Linked DNA regions of Arachis hypogaea: region 1 is linked to region 2. Evidence: chromatin contacts called from public Hi-C data. All regions are on one chromosome and are shown on one strand. The core of a region is the stretch at or near the end of the contact, and the rest is flanking DNA. Distances in the headings are between cores, read along the strand shown.

What was found. A called contact is a pair of places that touch in the nucleus more often than the background predicts.
Region 1: a contact with region 2 is called in a Hi-C map of leaf, with 4 times the contacts expected there. The contact joins the promoter of LOC140176855 here to the enhancer-like site in region 2. A contact is called at or near these places in 4 of 8 Hi-C or Micro-C datasets (leaf and an unstated tissue).

The regions. Positions count from the first base shown.
Region 1 is chr12:107,851,944-107,854,643 of arahy.Tifrunner.gnm2.J5K5, reverse strand. It overlaps LOC140176855, which reads right to left and starts at 1,450. Exons shown (of 1, transcript XM_072208410.1): 1 at 932-1,450. The coding sequence starts at 1,450. The coding sequence ends at 932.
Region 2 is chr12:107,812,654-107,815,353 of arahy.Tifrunner.gnm2.J5K5, reverse strand. No RefSeq gene overlaps it. Among protein-coding and RNA genes, the nearest start is that of LOC112728128, 18 kb to the right of the region's middle. Within about 2 kb of position 1,308, at least 2 of the 3 cell types and tissues checked have open chromatin away from gene starts, as enhancers often do.

The DNA.
Region 1 (2,700 bases), core at 201-2,700, 39 kb before region 2:
TCCTGTGTTGGGAATTTCATGCAAAGGTGGGGAGTAGAGACGACTGCTCCCAACCAGTTTAGGGTTGTCCTACCAATCAGGGCGTTATAGGCTGAAGTTACATCGACGACGATGAAATCGATATTTAAGGATTTGGACTTCGGTCCTTTTCCAAAAGTTGTATATAGGGAGATGAAGCCCAATGGTTTGATGGGAGCATTTCCTAATTCGAAGAGAGTATCTGGATAGGCTTTTAAATCCTTCTCGTCCAACTCCAGCTTATCAAATGCTGTCTTAAACAGTATATCGGCTGAGCTGCCTTGGTCTACCAGGTTCTGTGCAAGTGAGCGTTGGAGAGAATCATGGTAATTACTACCGGGTCTTCGTGTCTGGGTACAATGCCCTATCCATCCTCTCTGGTGAAGGAGATTGTCGGGAGGTCGGGTCTATCATTCCCGACTTGGTAGACATCTTTTAAATGTCTCTTCCGAGATGACTTGGTCAGCCCCCCTCCAGCGAATCCTCCCGTTATCATGTGAACGTGTCGTTCTGGAGTCTGCGGGGGTGGACCTCTCCGGTCAAGGTCTTCGTCGTCTCTTTTCCTTTTTTTGTGATTGTCCGACCTTTCCATGAGATATCTGTCCAACCGACCTTCCCTAGCCAAATTTTCTATCACATTTTTTAGGTCGTAACAATCATTTGTTGAATGTCTGTACAGGTTGTGGTACTCACAATACTCGTTACGGCTTCCACCCTTTTTGTTTTTTATCAGACGCGGGGGAGGGAGCCTCTCGGTGTGACAAATTTTCCTGTAAACGTCAACGAGAGAAACTCGTAACGGAGTATAATTGTGGTACCTTCTGGGCTTCTCGGGTCCGACTTCTTCTTTTTTCTTGGGCTCCTTCTGTTTTTCCTTTGGCTGGTGAGGGTGCCCTAGTCGCCAACTCGGCTATCATAACTTGACATTTTCTTCCATGTTGATATACTTTTCAGCTCGCTCTTGTACATCGTTCAAAGAAGTCAAGTGCCTTTTCAAGATGGACTGGGAAAATGGTCCTTCTCGGAGACCATTGACCAGTCCCATTATTACCGCCTCAGTAGGCAGGTTTTGAATTTCCAAGCATGTTTTGTTGAACCTCTCCATGTAGTCTCTCAGGGGCTCCCCGACCTCTTGTTTGACCCCGAGTAGGCTGGGTGCATGCTTAACCTTATCTTTCTGAATTGAAAACCGTGTGAGGAACTTGCGCGTAAGGTCGTCGAAGCTGGTAACCGACCTGGGGGGTAGGCTATCAAACCACTTCATGGCCGCTTTTGTCAAGGTCGTCAGGAAGGCCTTGCAGTGAGTAGCATCTGATGCATCAGCCAAGTACATCCGACTTTTGAAGTAGCTGAGGTGATGCTTTGGGTTGGTTGTCCCATCATATAGATTCATGTCAGGGCTCTTAAAGTTTCTGGGAACTTTAGCCCGCATGATATCCTTAGTGAAAGGATCCTCTCCCCCAAGTGGGATATCTTCCCGAGTTGTGCGGGAATCCTTGCTCCGAAAGTTAGATTCTAACTTTGAGAGCTTCTCCTCCAGCTCTTTCCGCCGTCTGATCTCCTTCCTTAGGCTCCTTTCTGCCTCGCGCTATCGCTCTAATTCCTGCTCTAGTTGCTCAAGTCGACCCTGATGTCCATGCAGCAATCCCATGAGGTCGGTGCTATGAGGTTATTCTTCCCTTTCAGGGAAACGAACCTCGGAGGGGATTCTTCTTTGATGTTGGTCGCCAGAAGGACCTTCACCATGTGGTTCCTGCATAATTAGAGGAGGTATTGCTAGTGCTTGATCGTTGTTGATCATGTCTTAGTATTCTTGATCTGACTCAGATGTTGTACATTCGTCTTCATACTGATCGTCTGCTATGTAGTGCTAGATCTCAGGTCTCTGGTAACGGCGCCAATGTTCCGAGGATTACCTAAAACCGGATGATGATTGAGCTTATTTGTAAGGCCCAAGCATTCAAGGAAGGTGGTCTTTGACTTGTCCTACGTCAGGGAGCCGCCGTCCGAGTTGTGTGTTTGAAAGGATGGGGGGTGGTACCTGCAAGACACTCCAATGCCTAAGTCAGCAAGGGGTTAAGTAGGTTTAAGTATATTGGGACATAAATATACCTGAGTGTGTCAGAGTATTTATAGGAGATGAGCTAATAACCACCGTTGAAGTAGTTCCACTTCTTATGGTGGATAACCGCCTCTTTATCTTAGGGTTGTTGAGATTTCTCTTCTAAAAATAGGTGAAAGATTCGGGGAAGTAGTTACTTTCGTGAGTAAGCATGAGCTCCCCGTTTTCGTCGAATCCGACCTCGTTAAAGAAGTCATGTGTGCGATAAGATCCATTCTCTTTGTTGGACCTTTTCGCTTTACTGGGCCTGACTTATGTTCTTGAGTCAGAATATGAACAATAACATTATTAGTAAATTAACAACTGAAAAAGTGAAACTATAACAAAAAAATGATTATCTTGCATATTAAATAATTGAATACATGTATTAGAATATCATACATTAAATATAATATTAACCAACAAAACAAAAGACATGATAATAAATATATTTACATGCATAAATTCAGATATGCATGACATGAGTTACAAAATGGTGGAATTTATAATTTCATGAAAATGTGAGCCATCAGCCACATTCTTAGAAGGGAATTAAGGGATCTTAGTATTTTAAAGGATTC
Region 2 (2,700 bases), core at 59-2,558:
ATAGATGATTTCATGGTTAGCCTTATATTCACCAAAAAGTAAACTTGGACTAGATTAGAATTAGGCGTTGACTATAGTAGACAGATATATATTCGAGAATTTATGTCTGATTATCCAAGAATTAGATAAACATTAAATGGTAACCACTTGACATGGATTAAATTAAATCTTTCATCTATCTCACTTCTGTATTATCAAGGAAGAAGATGATGATAATTTTAAGATAAAAAAGGTCATGTTACTCCATGAGTAACATGGAAAGGGATAATATTCTCATACAATTATTAATAATTAAGGATTATAGTTAGGAGTAGCAACACTATTCGAATTTGTGGGTATTCATTTCGTTCTTATCCGTTCAGGACAAGTAATTACGTGTTTTGGTGCAGAGCAGAATTTTGAGCGGGATGGGACGGGATCTGATTTAGGTAATAAAATAATTAGTAAAATAATTAATAATATTGTATTATATTTAAATTTTTATTTTAATTTTATTTGTTGGATTTTAATAATTATAAGGATGGATAGAAGTGGGACGGATTAGAATTCAACTTTTTATTACTACTCATTGATACGAGTAGGGCAGATTCTATGCGAATTATTAATTGATGGAGGTCGGGTAGGACAAACACCCGTCCCATTGCCACTCCTAATTATAGTAGGTTTGATAAAAAAATGATATTTAAATTATTCTTTATACTTTTTTATATATCTTTTTTATAATATAAAAGGATTTTTTTATTTTTTTATGTTTTGTTTTTTCACTTTTCATCAATTACTTTTAATAATATTAGAACTAGAAAATATACAAAAAATATATATACATATAAATAAATAAAGAGTATATTATTATTATTATTATTATTATTTATCTTGGTCAGAGATCTATCATTTCAACTCTTGCAAAGTCTTCATATTCAAGGATATCTTCATTGGTTTCTACGATAACTTATTAAACCTGCTGTAGTTTTTTTTTTTTTTTTTTTTTTGGTCTACACCACACTCACCACACTTACGCACACTAAAAGAATTTTATATATTCCACTCCTGGAATTTGAATCCTAATGCAGGTTGATCAAAGGCTTATGATTTTTTTTTTCTGGTCATGAAGGCTTACAAATCTTTTATCTGTATTTAGTCTCAGTTGCAACTTGCTGTAGTTTTTCTTTGTGGTATCGAACCTGCTGTAGTTGTTATTCAGTTTTTTTTCCTTTTTTTTGTCAGAGTTTTTATCTTTATGAAATAGTAGTACCTTTATTTTCCATTTGGTTTTAGGCTAGCTTCCAAATTATTCGGCCCATTTCTATGTGGCATAAATCTTTCAAGACCGGGCCTAACAATGGCCTATATAACAACCTTACCCATACCGACCCGACCAAAAAAAATAAGATACCAAGCTTATATAGTTTTATTGTCATACTTGACAAAAAATACTCAACTTTTAAAATAGGTTAAATTATACAACTAGTCTCTATATTTTCACTGGAATTACAAATTGGTCCTTCCATTTTAAAAGTTTGTAATTGAGTCCCTAAACAAAATTAAATTTTTTAATTAGTTCCTCAATAACGTTTACCGTAAAAAAAAAATCCACATTTACCATAATATCCTCTTCTTCTTTTCCACTTTTTTTCCTTCACCTCTCTTCAGAATTTCTGTTCTTTTTTAACAATAACAATACGGCTTCAACAACCACAATTCCAGAATCGTTGAATCATGAATCATGTCTAAACTCAATTCAATTCAACCCAATTATATTTAAATTAGCAATAATCAAGGACTTCACCTCATCACAAACAAAATCTTTCTCTCTTGTATTATTATTCAAATTTGTTATTTGATAAAATATATATCATATAATTTATCATTTTCTCTTCAATAATAACCATTTCAGAGTTAACAGTGAGATCAATCGAGGATGGTAGTATCAGAGGCATTCATGAAGATCCAGGTTCCACAGCAGAAGTTTACGATGGAGTTAGGTTTCCAGCAGTGGTGGCTCCTCCTGCAACAATGATAGTGTTACTTACGGAGTCTATCAAGAATAATAGAGAGTACCTGGATTCTCTAATTTGGGAAAGAGGTCGTGGTGTTCAAGGGATTCCCGATCCAAAACCCCTCTGACTTCAACAACGTCGTAGAAGCCTTCAGTTTTGAGGAGTTTTCCTACCACGGTGGCGTCGCTCCCCGCAGTAACGTTATTTGCCGTGTGTTCACCGCCAATGAGTCTCCACTGAAGCCGTTTCCGAAGTAGCCTTCACAGGAGCAGGTTATGGCGTTGGCCTTAGAGTCTTCGGCATCGGTCCAAGGAAGGTAAGAAGGGAGAATTGGCCATGGCTTTGAAGAGTGATGGCGCGATTGTTGTTGCTGCTGCGATCTTAAGAGAGGAACTTGATTGTGAAGGTTGGCATTGGAGCGTGAAGAATTGGAAGAGTATGTGAGGAAGTAGAGAAAGAGAGAAATGGAGTTGAGGATGAAGAAGAAGAGGAGAGTGTTGAGAAGCAACGTGTTCCTTCAATTCATGATGCTATTTCCTCTTTTTCCTCTGTTTTGAAAAGTGGAGAAATGATAGTGAGAGGACTGGAGGAGGGGGTGGGAGTGGGTTAGGAATTTTTTGGTCATTTTTAAATAGTTAAATTATAGTGTTGGTCCCTATATTTTTACTAAAATTACAAATTAGTCCTTACTGTTAAACACGTG